Linked DNA regions of Mus musculus: region 1 is linked to region 2. A link is a contact called in public HiChIP or PLAC-seq data. All regions are on one chromosome and are shown on one strand. The core of a region is the stretch at or near the end of the contact, and the rest is flanking DNA. Distances in the headings are between cores, read along the strand shown. Region 1 has its middle 66 kb from the start of Gm35039. Region 2 has its middle 32 kb from the start of Mir8120.

Region 1 (7,242 bases), core at 3,426-5,925, 240 kb after region 2:
GGGGAGGGGGGGCTCAAGAACAAACTCTAGCAAGAGAGGCTCAGTCCGGGTCAGCCGTCAGCCGTGAACAGGCTCCCATCTCTGGGGACATGCTATTTCAACAGGGTTTTCAAAGTCTGGAGAGACTGTCTCAAGAGACTGCACCGTACCCTCTGTCCTGATTCCACCTCTGCCTGGGCACGACAGTCTCTCGTTCTCCCTCCTGAGGATGGACGGTGCCCAGGAGGGAGGGACGAGGGCGCTCTATCCGCGGACACTGGCATTTCAAGGAAGCAGCAATACAAATGATTTCTGAAGGCTGTGCAAGTCTTTAACTCTGTCTTTTTTTCCCTGCCCCCCAGCCAGACTTAGCCCAGGTCACAGGGTCATCCCTCTGGCAGCTGAGATAGGCAGAAAGGGCCAGACACTGACCAGAGACTGGAGCCTACTGGCCTGGGGGCCCTGTGTGCACTCTGGACCACATTCCGTGCTGCCTGCCAGAGCCTAGCAAGAGCTCTGTGGAGAATCAGTACTGTAACATCTGCTGTGTAGCCAGGTGTCCTGTGAGTTCAGGCTATGTGATTACTGTTCCCAAATGTTTACGAATCCTCGGGGAAGAAGAGAGTAAACAATCTAGTTCCTAGGTCAAGATAGTGGAGGAATGAAGCCCCAAATACTGTTTTCAACACAGGAGTTGCCCAGCTGTTTCCTCTGCCCGGGGTTCATCCTGTTCCTGGTAGAGTTTTCAGCCAGCCACAGGGTTCCTGAAGCAAGATGGATCCAAGCCCAAGGCTGAAGGATCCATCCCAGGAGCAGCAACTTTAAAAAAAAAAAATGGCCCCAGGTAGAAAATTAAAGCAGAACACTAAACTACTATATAATTTAAGTCCATTTAGAGAGACTTCCTCCCTCAAACTGGCTAAGACAGAGCATCACACTGGTTATATTAAAAACCAAACCAAACCAAGAGTCAGTGAGATGGCTCAGTGGGAAAGGGTGCTTGCCGCCAAGCCTGAAGTCCGGAGTTCAATCCTACCCAATGGTGGAAAGAGACAAGTGACTCCTTCAAGTTGTCATCTGACCTCCACGCACAAATGAGTAAATGTCTAGAAAGAAAATCTCCTAGAGAAGAAGAAAGCCCTCTGGTTCTGAGGGTACCATCCCCTCCCCAACCCCCACTCCCTGGCTGCGGCTTCGAACTGCATGCCCAGAGACCATCAGTCTGTCCCCACTTGGACTCTAGGGACATTTATTTGGCAATGACTAGAGCAGGTCTCAGCTGCCACAGATGAGGGTGGCTACTGGAATTTTGAAGCTAGAGATAAGGACTGTTATAAACCTACCTTAGGCAGCACGGATTGCCATTGTCAAAGAGCTGAAGTTTAAGAAGCCTTGCCTAGAGCGTGTCTTAGCCTCTCACCAGCCCAGCTGTCGCTGACTAAACAGAAATAAGCAGAACAGAGCAAGAACAACCTGAAAACCTGCACGGAGTCCTCAGCCATCAACACTTAATGTAGTAGCCAGGAATGATAGCAGTACTTGTCTGTGATCCCAGCACTGGAAAATCAGAAGCAGGAAAACCAGGGGTCTGACACAATGCTGGACTTACATGCAAAGTTTGAGGCCAGCCTGAAGTCAATAACAATAGTAATAGTAATAATAATAATAATAATAATAATAATTCAGTCCTAGTGACTCCCTTTGACAAGTCTGAAGTCCACCGGGTATCTAGCCTCTCTGTGTCACTTCCAGTGACAAAAAGCATTAAGTGGAATCCCAGTCCCCTGAAAGTCGCCCATCTCAGATGGGCAGCCATGACTGGGCAGAGGTAGAAAGGTGATGTAGACACTAAATAAGAAGTAAAGGCTCAAGCCCTGTGCACGCCAGGAGCTGAGCATGATGAGGGACAATGGGGGGGTGGGGGGGAGTCAGGTTATCCCAGGGGACTAGGTGGCATTAAAGGAATATAAGAGAAAGGCTGGGCGAGCGTCCATACGCACCTCCATTATCCTCTTACTCTCACTAAAATATTCAACCCGTGCTTCCAGGCACAGGAAGATAAAGACAGCATATTCCCACTCTCTGAGTGCTAGCAGCCAAGCCAGGATGATGCAATTCAAACACAAAGAAGCAGAATACAAAAACACCTTTTGGAGAGAGAGGTACAGCAGGTGCCCGTCACAATGTTTAGAAAAAGAAGGAAAGCTCCCATGTGGTGGAACCACATGGAGATTGGACCTTAGTCAGCTGATGGCCCTGCTGGGACCGACCTGAGCTTGCCCAGGAGCCCAGGGCAGGGTCACAACAGGGGTCAGCCATCCTACTGACAAGAATTTCCATGGATGGGTAAGGAGCAGGCGTCAGGCAGGGAGTTCTGGCTCAAAGCATCCTTCCTGGCTGGTCTTTGGCTACTCAACAAAACTCTCTGAGCTGTGCTTTCTTGTTCATTTCTCTTTCCAAGCAACAAAAGTCTGATCAATCATCATTCAGAACTTCACACTGCAGGAAGGAAGCCTCGAGGACATCAATGACAAGACGATCAGTATCCATTCGGTTCCAGGAGAACCAGCAACCCTCCCTTACTCACAAGCTTCATCCAGCAACAGCAGCTACCTAGGTGAAAAGCCACTGGCTTTGAAGATGTGCTAGGAATTCCAGTGGCCGAGCTGCTTTCCAGGGCTGCTAACAAGCATTGGGACTGACTGCCCCGTGAGCTCTCTCCTCTGACAATGAAGCAACAGAAAGGTCAGCGGCCGGACACAGAAAGAGGAGAAGGGTCCTGAATAAACACAGACAGTTTAATCAACCATGAAGAAACCCAAGAGTTGACTGAAAGTGCTTTGTCAGGGCAGAAGGGAGGGCCTCTGCCCTCGGAGAAAGGCGAGGAAGGTTGGAGGTCACCTCACTGACCACAGAGGCTGCCTTGGTGCAAATGTTAGTGGGAAGACTCACAAAAACCAGAAGGGCTTAGAGAGAGAGAAAGGGAGGGGGGAGAGAGGGAGCAAGAGAGAGGGAGGGGAAGGGGAAGCCAGCATTTGGGCGTTTTCCAGAGGACTGGGCAAACAAATGTTCCCTGGAAAGAAGACAAAAATATCTTAGTTCAATAGGAAGGGAAGACACATCTACCGTGAGGACTGGAGAATCCGTTAGCCCCTCAGGTTTTCATCCTTCAGGCCTGTCATCTCTGATCCCGGATTCCTTGGGGTATTTGAAAAATTGCTTTATTTGAATTACATCAGTGTCTTTTACATTTAAAACCATCAAGGTCAAACTATGTTGATATGTGGAAGGGAATTTAGATGAAGGGGGGGGGGGGGTGAGTCCTCTCTCTGGCCCTGTAATTACTTTCTTTGTAAGCCTGAATACCCAATCAGATGAATGTCTTCTCCACGCATCTTGTCACCTTTAAACAAAGGAATCTGGAAGCCACAGCAACATCTGTGTCCAAATATAGCCAAGCCTGTTTATTTTATTTTAATTGAAAATCAAATGACTTTAGATGAACAAATCATTTAGAAACAGCACATTTTTAGGTAATTCTTAAGATCATTTTGCCAACCAAGAAAGCAGCTTGATGTCAGGCTGTCTTCATAGGATCTTCTGAGCTGTGATGCTATCAGCGTGAAATCAGGGAGAGCATTCAAAAAAAAAAAAAAATCAGGGATGGCTTGAAGTGATTTGCACAAGAATTCTCGTTCCACAGGAAACCCACGTTCTAGACACAGGCTGACCCTTCCCTTGTAAGTAAGCTCACTCACGTCATTTGCTTACTTTTTTCTCAGCACAATTAAAGATGCAATTCATTAAAAGTCACAAAACGTTGTTTTGACAGACATTTCTATTAATGCTAGCAAACACGGAGCCAGTTCTAAGCCAACGCCGCCCTCACCTCTGCAAGTGGGAGAGTGGCTTTCAGACCCTCAGAGTTCCCATGAGTGACTCACACCTGCAGTGATCTTCCAGTCTGGGGTCTGGCCTGACAAATGCTTATTCCTTTAGGCTCACTGTGGTTTCTTTTAGAGGCAAGCCTGTGTGCTCAACAGTTTATGAAAGGGTAATAGGAACAGGAAGATAGTCGTGTTGTTTTTTCCTCGACCCTTGAGGATTAAGAATAAAAATTAAGCCAATTAAGGGGCCCCGATTGCCCTGAATGTCTTAGGAGGAAATGACTTTTTAAGGCATGTGGGAGTTATTAAAAAAAATATATCCCTTGGAATATTTCCTTCTGTGTGTTGATACACAGAGGCCTGTGGAATGGGCTCTCAGAAGGAAACAGTGACTTGGATAGAAACCACGTTGCTGTTGTAAATAGAAAGAGGTCAAGAGAGAGGTCGTATGCAGTTTTCCAGTTATCTTCTCATTGTGAGAAGTCACTGAATTCAGATACATCATGAATACTCTGGATAATGAAGGATCCCCCCAAACCATGTGTGGTAAGAAAAACATCAGGGATCTTTCTTTTTTTTTCTTCCTTCCCCCCCTCCTCCCCTTTTATTCTATTTATTGACATTCACCTTGAACCGTACAGTTTGGTTGTCATACTTTTCGGTGTCTGATGTCACAGGCAAACCATGCAGTATCAATGAGACTGTGACAGGCCGGAAGAGAGAGGCTTAGCCTCGCCTTTTGCATAGCACAAACAGCCTAGTGTGTTGGTGTGAGGCTGATTGCCTTGTGAGGGACCGGCCTCCTGCCTGGGATGTTCTCCGTCCTCTGTCTGCCCCCTAGTGGAAAGGTGAGGAATATGTGGGAGTTCGCTGAGGGTGTCTGAACGGAATCTGAAGTAAGGCTTCTTGAGACCTTCCTTCTACAGCCCCGTTTTCAAGCATGGCCTCTTCTTCACTCGGAGGAGAAGAACGCCAGCTCATTGAGTATTCTGCAGCCTCCCTAGAATGAATACCTCCATTTTGGTGTGCTTTTTCTAAGGCCTTCAGTCTGCCTGTGACAACCCTAATCCCCACGTCACGACACTTTCGCATGTGCAATCAGCGCCAGACACTTTTCCCAGGACGTGAAAATTATTCTTAGAGTCCCACAAACTAAAGAGTCCCACAGCACAGTGCTGTGCTGTTGAGCATGCTGCCACCACAAAAGCCCTGCGTTTCCCAGAATGTGTCTCTGGGATTTGTCATTTATTCACGAGAAACCTGCTGGTTGCCAGACACTTGGTTCTGGAGACACACAAACACTTGGCCAAGGCTCCTTCCTAGGGAAGCCTGTGGCCCAGAGAAGGAACAGTCTATCCTTGATTGCCACAGGATTCGGTCTGTGTTCCTACATACCCACGCTGCGCTGCAGTAGCAAAACCCATGGGGGCAGAGCCAGGGGATTGGTTCCAAATTCTAGTCACAACAAAGCTAAGCCAGCGAGTGCTTTGTTCAAATGACTCAGGTAGATAAATGAGGCCAGCACAGGCCGTCCTGACACCACACACCTCTAGAATGCCCTGGCTGTGCTCGGAGCCTCTGATGTCACCCGGTATTTTCATCCCTCCCCAAGTCAGAGTGTTCTGTGTCAGCTATGCGGATGTTGCTAAGGGGCTGGCCAGTTTCGCGGTGCGCTCCCTTAGCCGACCTGCATGCTCTCCCTGCTCTGGTGGCAGTCGGCTCGTGCCAGCCCTCCGCACTGCTTCGCTCATTTCAAGCCTCACTTTGGTTTTTGTTTTCTTCTTGAATCCCATTTTCTGCATTGCTGATTCCCAGATATGAAAGACCTAGAAAGGACGGATGAGCATTTCAATGACCCCAAAGCACTCTGTGTCGGGTATACAGACTCATACTTAAGGGTAATGGTGTTATTATTGGTATCGGAAATGCTGGAAGAAGAAAAACAAGATTGATATTCGAGGCTTCTGGCTCATGACAAGAATTAATGCAGAGAGGGTGGAGTCAGTGCTAGCTTGATAGTGAGACATCCAATGCAGGAGGATGCCTGCACAGAGCCCGGACAAGATGGCCTGTTTCCTGGGCCTGAGGTGTTGTGTTCCTCTCTCACTGATGCCCAAATTGGGTGAATGGTCATCTTCGCTAGTCCTCTCAGGCCTCCTTGAGAAACGGAATTGGGAATGGAGGCCAATTAGCCACCACCATACTTTTAGATGTAAGATATTTTAACAGATAAGAAAAGAGTATTTGCCATTACAAAACTTCTGAGAGAGATGGCAATCTAGGAGAAGTGGGACATAAAGGGAGGGGGGAGGCCAGCTGATTATTGTCCCATCAGAGGCCACCTGAAAAATCTTCCACACTTGGAGGAAATTAAATCCCCCTCTGCTGGGTGCCATGCCATACCAACAGGGGCAGGAACAGCAATGGCAGTCACCCAGGGCTCTGCAGATGGCAGTAATGTGAAAGCCGGGTGCCCTGAGAAAGGGGTCCCGGATAGCATGCTCCCACTCAGTCCTTTCTACCCTTCAGGGAGTACTGCAGTCTCCATGTGTGGAGGCCTGGTGAGCTTGGTCAGGAGGTGGAGGTCAAAAGCAGAGATGATGACTCTGGAGTTGGCCTGGAAGCCTTGGTTTGCCCTAAGGCTCTTGTGGCCTCAGCTAATGGGAGTTTTTTTCCTAACTGTAAATGTGGTTCCTTCTTCACATCTTGAACTTAACCTCTGCTTACAGACCTCCCACTGCTGCTTTAGTGCGGTGTTCTTCTAGTTACCCCATGTCTTAGTTACTTTCCCATTGCCCGGGTAAAATGCCATGACTGAGGCCACTTATTAATGAAAGCATTTTTATTTGAGGCTTACAGTTACAGCGGGTTAGAGTCCATGAGTGTCAAGGTAGGGAGCATGGCAGGCAGGCAGGCAAGCAGTCAGGCAGGCAGGCAGGCAGGCAGGCAGGCAGGCAGGCAGGCAGGCAGGCAGGCAAGCAGTCAGGCAGTCAGGCAGTCAGGCAGGCAGGCGGGCAGGCAGGCAGGCAGGCAGGCAGGCAAGCAGTCAGGCAGTCAGGCAGTCAGGCAGGCAGGCGGGCAGGCAGTCAGGCAGTCAGGCAGTCAGGCAGTCAGGCAGTCAGGCAGTCAGGCAGGCAGGCAGCAGGCAGCAGGCAGGCAGGCAGGCAAGCAGTCAGGCAGACAGGCAGGCAGGCAGGCAGGCAGGCAGGCAGGCAGGCAGGCAGGCTGTGGAGCAGGAGCTGAGAGCTCACATTCTGATCCATAGGTAGGTAGCAGGCAGAAAAAGAGATAGGCTTAGGATGGCCCTGGGTTTTTTTGAAACCTCAAAGCTGTCCCTAGTGACACACCTCTTCTGTCAAGGGTGCATCTCCCAATT
Region 2 (7,530 bases), core at 908-3,407:
GGTAGTCTCTTTTCAATTATACTTCTGTCAGAGTTTAAGGCTAAGAGAACATAATGAAATGCCACTCGGTATTCTTAAAAGAATAAAAGTGTTGGTTCTTTGTGAATTCTACACCATGCACCCCAATCCCACTTATCTCCTCCTCCTCTTATACCTGCTTTCCACTCTTGCAACCTCCCCACAATGGAGAAAAGCAATCTTGTTGTTGAAGCCATAGTGTATCACAGTGTATCCCATGGTATACCCTGTTGCCCACACTTCTTTGCTTGCAGATACTCATTGCAGTGACTGTTGGTGCAAGGCCCCGGGCTTCTGCTATTCTGTCAATACTGGAACCTGACTGAAACTTCTTTCAGATATCCTGTTGTTGCCCTGTGTCATGGAGATTCTGTAGATTTGGATGTATAAGACTGGCCCCTTCATGCACTCCAGCAGTTCATTGATGGGGTAGATGTTGGGGTGAGTCAATACAAAGCCCCGGATCTAGGCCTGAGAGGTATCTGAGCTGGGCGGCTCACTAGCTCTCCTGTTCTTATGCCCTCGGTGCTGGCTCACCTGCAGCCCCCACATCCAGGGCCAGCTCTACTGTGATGCCCAGGTGAGGAGCAGGGCCCACTCTCCTGGGTACTGTAGCAAGTGAGGGGCAGGGCCAGCTCTCCCACTCTCATGACCCCCAGGGCCAACTCTTCTGTCTGCTGTAGGTGACAATTGGTGATGGTAGGGGAGGGTATCTCTCCCTCACCTACACTGCCAAACAGCAGACAAGTTGCAGGGCCAGTTCTCCTATGCTCACTCTCTTGGGGGTAGCTCACCTGTGCTCCAGCCAGCAGGATCAACTCTACTCTGCTGCCAAAGGGAGCTACAGGGTCTGCTCTCTGGTTTACTTTTAAATGGTTGTGATACATTTTAGTTTTCAGCCCCATACAAAAGGCTTAAATGTATAGATGTCTCCATACACAGTGAAGTTTTTTTTTTTTTATTTTCAATTCTATATGGGATGTTATGGTTTTATATGACTTTCCAGCTTTGGGGCAAATATCTGACAACAAAAGGCAATGATAAAATGGGAAGAAATCTAATCCAAGATTCTGTGAATGATTCAAGATTCATTCCTTAATCTGTTCGCTTTGAGGCAGTCTTGATACCATTCTATTAAACTATTATGTGTGTTCCACTATACATGTGTAGATGTACAATAATGTATTTGTAAGTATGGAGGCCAAAGGACAAGCTCATACTACATATGTTATTTTAAGATCTTCCATTGGCTTGGAGCTTGCTCTTCAGCTCTGGGATAATAAGCACACACTACCACACCTAGCTTTTTTTTTTTTTTTCTCACTTTTGAACAAATTTAGGTTCTCATACATTTTGAAAGTATGTTAGTGACTGAAGCATTTTCCAAGCCCTATTAATTCTTAATGCAGTCGAACAGTACTCAACTGACCCTAAAAGATAGGCACTGTCACTCCTAGACAGAACAGGGCTAGAAGAGCCATGTGGGCGTGGGACCTACATAGCCCTCCGTCCTACCCTTTCTTCAGATCACTGAAGCCTCAGCTCAAGAGGGTTGGTACACAAACACAGCTGGTCGATGAGAAGAACAAGATGAAATCTAAGATGTTCTTCCTGTTATATCTCACGGTATCCTGTCCCTGTACAGAAAACACAAACTGTTTTGTGTGGCTACTCCAATTTTTCTGCCCGAGTTTTGTGATTTTTCTTTTGACAGTGTTTACTGGCAACCAGCAGAGCCCTCTGAGCATGAATGCTATCTCTTCTGTCTTTAGGTTTTTTTTTTTTTTTTTATGGAGTTAAAAGTTCTGGTTTGTAATACTTACCATTGTCTACAAGTGCAGGATCTACTACTACTTATGCAAATGAACTGATCTGTGAGTTCTCTTCAGGGGACTTTTTTCAGTATGAATCGAAAGACTCTGCTATGTGGTCTGCCATGTCCCTTCTTCTAGCACTTGAGTTCATCCTTCTGTGAACACCATTGTTTGCCAGATCATCTTATCCTTAAGTACGTTTGGAGCACATAACAATCTTTCCAGTTCTTGATAAATGAGATAATGTTCTCCATGGCTTAGTCAGTTCTGCAGCCTTGTTTCTCGTAAGCTGCTGTTTGTACTTGGCATTCTGACTCGCTCATGTTCTGTTTTCTGTTTCTAAATCACCGCTGAGTATACCGTATGCTGGCTGACCTGTTGTTCTGTTCTGGCTAGTCTAGGTTTACTTTCTGTTTTGTTTTGTTTTTAAGCAAGGAGACATGATTGCTGAAAAGGAAAAGCGCCCAGATGGACTTGGATGGAGTTTCAGGGATCTTTCAAGGGTTAAGCTCTTGTAGCTGTGGCTAAGCCAGGAATTAGCCTGATTCAAACGTCCCAGAAACAATCACAGAGGATCTGAACTTAGCCCCCAGACAGATGCTCACACCTGGAGAGGGAACAGTAGGCTGAAATATATCATCTTTCTTGGAGCTTTTGAATAGATTGACAAAAATTGGGCTTCAGGCAGAGAATACCAGAGCCAGAGGCATACTGTACAAACATGCAATGCTACCACGAACTGGGGGAAAGTTGGAAGAGGAAGGAAAATAAATGGAGCTTGAGAGCAGCTGAGTCACAATAACAACATAGTGGATTCATTGGAGCAAGGTGAAATAAACAAATCTGAGGTGATGGCCAGAGGACCAGATGAACAGAACTCCTGTCGTCAGGGCTTGAGAAGCTGCCGCAGAACGCTGCCTCTTTTAGCTCTCTGTGAAACTCAGCCAGCCACAAAGTACTTCTTGTAGCCTCATAGCTTTCTGCCACTCCTTCCAAAGTTTCCATCTCCTGCAATAACCTGATTATGTGTCTGTGTCTTGCTGACTGAAAAGGCCAAAAGAACATGGCCTCCTGGTTAATACACACCTGATGCTCTTGAAGTGCCTGATCGGTGCATGCCTAGTCAGGACTCAGCACTCAGTCAAGTTTGCTGAATGAAGGAGGAGGATATAGGATTACTTGAGGGGACCGGTTGAGGCTGTGTTAGACCAATGAGAGACTACTTTCTTGTCTAGATGAAGGTGAAGTCAAAGTCACCTGACAACTTGCAGACTGGAGCTGAGCGAGGCCTGGAGTGGAACACATGCAGTCATTTGACCCAAGTCACATCTATTGCTCCTGCTGGCTAGAGATTCGGTTTTTCCATAATCTCATGGGTTCCAGATAAAGGATCTGGTTGATGAAGAAAGGCCTTAGGAGAAGTGAATCAGAGAAGGCCACTAACCAAAGACCACTACTGCCACTAGTTGCAGAGGAACACTCTCCTTCCAAGCAAGACTGCAGAGGCAAAAGCACGCAGACTTTCCCATTGACAAGTGACAGCACATGATGCTTAAACCCAGTCCCGTGTGTCTAATGTGATAGAAACTGACTTTTATCAATAGGCGTGAAGAGCAATTGTTAGCCTGAGAGTTCTGTGACTTTTTTTTCTTTCTGAAACATCATATTCTATACCTCACTGCTCTCATGAGGGGAGCTCATTTGTTTATGCATCTGAGCCTTTTCAACATGCTCTAAATTGAAACAGAGAACCTATTCTTTCGCTCCCTGCCCCCTGCATCTAGTGTAAAATCCAATAAGCAACAGCACACTGCAGGAAGCCAGTCTAGCCACAGTGAGTCTGTCCTTGTGTTTGTGAGAGAGGATGGAGAAAATGAATATTTTCCCTGTGGCATCAATTTCCTGTATAATGTTCTTCAAGAAGCATTTCGAAAATGCTCAGCTACACAGATGTACATAAATACCATACATAACTTGTTTTTGTCCATGGAAAGAGGAGTCTGTAAATTATGACAAAGGGGCCTCGCCATCACCTCCTGGTAGCTGGTGAGTCACTCCACCATTAGCTGTATGACTTAGAGGGTGGATTATTCCAGAGTTTTACACTGGAAGGACAAACAGGGAGTGTGGCATTTAACTTCTTTGCGATGGTATTCATTTAAGAGCACTTTCATCTAAAAATTTGCATGTTCCTTCCTCCTGGAGATTGACAGAAACAGCATTCCCCAACAGAAAGCAATCCACAGTACTTAGAGATACAAGTATTTGTTTTCAAACAACAGAAAAATGTATGTGCACATTACATAGCGTCTCTTTAAGAGTGGCCAGGTATGTTCACAGTTCTTAGAATCTTACCCCAGATACTTCAAACATCATCATTGGCCATCTTGTTTAAAAGTTGATGGCTTGATTAGAAACACAAACAGAGGTTTGTGTTTCTGCCACCAACATGTAGAGATGGGATGCAGCTTATGAACTTGACCCACAAAGAAAAGTTCAGGTGTAAACTAAAGCTCTGCCTTCTAGATCAGCTTTGTTGTTTTCTCATTCAGTGCTTGGGATCTAACCCAGGGCCTTATACAAAACCCGTGCATACTAGGCACAAACTTTAGCAAGGGAACCACATCTCCAGCTCCAAGTTCACCTACCTCCTAATGAAAGGCAAGAGAAGAAGTAATACCCCTGGCCTATTATTTATCACATACGAGGAGCTTTTCCATGTACAAGGGCTAATTCTTTTTTTTTTTCCAGCTTTTTCAACCACTTTTTTAAATTAAAAAAAATTTTTTTATTTAGGTATTTTCTTCATTTACATTTCAAATGCTATCCCAAAAGTCCCCCATACGCCCCCCCCTCCACTCTCACTTCTTGGCCCTGGCGTTTCCCTGTACTGAGGCATATAAAGTTTGCAAGACCAAGGGGCCTCTCTTCCCAATGATGGCCGACTAGGCCATCTTCTGATTCATATGCAGCTAGAGACACGAGCTCTGGGGGGTACTAGTTAGTTCATATTGTTGTTCCACCTATAGGGTTGCAGACCCCTTCAGCTCCTTGGGTACTTTCTCTAGCTCCTCCAGTGGGGGCCCTGTGTTCCATCCAATAGCTGACTGTGAGCATCCACTTCTGTGTTTGCCAGGCACCGGCATAGCCCCACAAGAGACAGCTATATCAGGGTCTATTCAGCAAAATCTTGCTGGCATATGCAATGGTGTCTGCGTTTGGAGGCTGATTATGGGATGGATCCCCGGGTGCGGCAGTCACAAGGGGTAATTCTTATAACTTCTGTCTTTGTTCATATCTCCTTGCTTTCTAGACAAGGAAATTTGAACACAGAGAATGTAAGTTACAGCTCAGGCGATCACATAGCTATTAATGCTAGAATTCAAACCCAGATTGATCTGGTCCTAAAACCTGTAGATCCAGGAACCATAGATGGCCTCAGGTGATGTTCAAAGCCTACATTTTCTTCTTTTCTCTTCAGACGGGGTCTCAGGTAGTTCAGGGTGGCTGCCTCCACTTCTGGAGTGCTTGTATTATAGGCTTTTACCATTGTGCCCTGTTTAATGTGGTACTGCAGCTTAGTACTCATTAAGTGCTGAGGCAAGCATTGTATCAACTGATCTATGTCTCCAGGTCCTAAAGAGCCTAAAACAAGTAACTCTGACATTGGGTGTGTCTATATATATGCTGGGGAGAGAGACTAAAACTTCCCAGGTTTCTCAGCTGCATTCCTAGAGCCTAGCAGACTTGTACTTTGTTTTGTGCCCACTGTCACTGATACACCATTCCCCTGCCTGACTCTGGCAATCAGCACCTACTCTCTATTTCAACATATTCAACTCTCTAAGATTTCGCATCTACAGTGAGATCATATTGAACTTGCCTCTCTGTGCCTGGTTTAGTTTCACTTAACATAATCACTTACAGGCTTACCCATGGTGTTCCAAATAGTAGAATTTCCTGCTTGTTTGTTTGAAACAGTTTAATAGTATTCCACTGTTTATGTATACCACAGTCAAAAAGCATTAACTCACTTTGTTTCTGTGTCTTGGTTGCTGTGAGCAAAGCTACCAAGAGGGAGCACTAACAACTCTCAGGCGTGCTCCACCAGTACACGCTCCGTGCTGGGATTGCTGGCTTGTGCAATTGCTCTACACCAGCATTTCTCTTTGAGAAAGCTTTGCAGTGTTTTCCTGAATGCCCAGGATAATCTGCAATCCGACCAGGCGGTCAAGGTTCTCTTTTTGCTCAGCCCTGCCAACAGGTGTTATCTTTCGTCTCTTTATAACAGCCAGTCTCACAGGTGTTCCGGAGCTCTTTGTGGCTTTGATTTGCATTTCTCTGAAAATTACTGATATCGAGCAGTTTTCATATAGTTTTTGCTCATCTGTATGCCTTCTTTTGAGAAACATCTATTAAAGCTCTCACGTCCACCTGTCAACAGAGTTATTTCCTCATTACTGAGTAGTTTGAATGTGATTTCTTATCTGATGCATGATTTGCAATTATTTTCTTACAGTTGTCAGTTCTTTCTTCACTGGGCTGTTCCCTCGGCAGAGCGGATGCCCCTTATTTTGACATAACTCTTCTTATCTATTTATTAAAATATTTATTTATTTACTTATCAGTGTATCATTTCAGTTTATTATCAATCTGTTATTCATAGATATAAAAGCTGATACAGGTCTCTAAAAATAAATCTGGAGTAATGAATAGCAAAAAATGCTAATATGAAGCCTAATGGGGCATGAAACTATGCCTTAAAAAAATCAAAAATGAAGCAGAAAAAGATAACATACAGGTACAAATGAATGGCCAATAATTCTCATTCCCGGGAGCATGAGATAGGAGGCTCACTCCTAAGTGATAGGCCAGCCTGGGCTACAGAGATCCTATATTAGAAAACAAAACAACAAAAGGAAAAAACACCCCACTGTGTTGGTGGTGGTGCACTTGGGAGGAGGAGGAGGAGGAGGAAGAGGAGGAAGGAGAAGGAAGGGGAGGTGAAGGGAGGGGAGGTGAAGGGAGGGGAGGTGAAGGGAGGGGAAGGGAGGGGAGGGAAGGGAAGGGAGGGGAGGGGAGGGGAGGGGAGGGGAGGGGAAGGGAAGGGAAGGGAAGGGAAGGGAAGGGAAGGGAAGGGAAGGGAAGGGAAGGGAAGGGAAGGGAAGGGAAGGGAAGGGAAGGGAAGGGACGCTCAGATAAAATAGCACCTTGCTACAGGCCTGTGTAAGTGTAATCAGCCTTTAGTAGGTAGAGGCAGGAGGATCAGGGGGAGTTGAAAGTCGTTCTCTCGGATATATTGAGTTGATGGGTAGCCTGGGGTACAGGTGAACTCACAAAGAAAAACTTCTACAAACAATATAAGAAAAAAAAAACTTGCAGCTATACACCTCCAACTGACCCAGGGTAATCATAGACAGAGAGAGAAATCACGGAGTCAGCCCCCTGGGACATGATCCTGAGGGGTCAGCGGGAACACCTCCCTATGGATTCAGAGACCCTTAAGGCCTGGTTTGTTGTCTGCCATTCCATCTTAGACCATGCCTTCTCCATCTTGGTAACCAGATGTTGAAGCAAAGACTGAGTCTCTGGAAGGCTTGTGGGGAAGTTGGCCTAACCAGGAAAGATCAGGGCACTACAGCCCTAGATCTGGGTGGCACTATTAGGGTAGCAGAATCAGTACTTGCACTCATGGCCA

The links. HiChIP or PLAC-seq counts read pairs in DNA pulled down with a chosen protein or histone mark.
Region 1: a contact with region 2 is called in a CTCF HiChIP or PLAC-seq map of the NIH/3T3 cell line, with 7 read pairs. The contact joins two enhancer-like sites. A contact is called at or near these places in 1 of 15 datasets of contacts at CTCF or cohesin (the NIH/3T3 cell line), 5 of 484 Hi-C or Micro-C datasets (bone marrow-derived macrophages, brown adipocytes, embryonic stem cells and 2 more), 4 of 115 datasets of contacts at active chromatin or transcription factors (embryonic fibroblasts, embryonic stem cells, neural progenitor cells and 1 more) and 1 of 9 other capture datasets (embryonic stem cells).

Annotation. Positions count from the first base shown.
Region 1 is chr3:65,858,801-65,866,042 of GRCm38.p6, forward strand. No RefSeq gene overlaps it. Among named protein-coding and RNA genes, the nearest start is that of Gm35039, 66 kb to the right of the region's middle. Within about 2 kb of position 4,676, at least 111 of the 459 cell types and tissues checked have an H3K27ac peak or open chromatin away from gene starts, as enhancers often do. A contact at or near this core is called in the NIH/3T3 cell line, brown adipocytes, muscle stem cells and 1 more, where this site is marked.
Region 2 is chr3:65,623,759-65,631,288 of GRCm38.p6, forward strand. No RefSeq gene overlaps it. Among named protein-coding and RNA genes, the nearest start is that of Mir8120, 32 kb to the right of the region's middle. Within about 2 kb of position 2,158, at least 54 of the 459 cell types and tissues checked have an H3K27ac peak or open chromatin away from gene starts, as enhancers often do. A contact at or near this core is called in the NIH/3T3 cell line, brown adipocytes, muscle stem cells and 1 more, where this site is marked.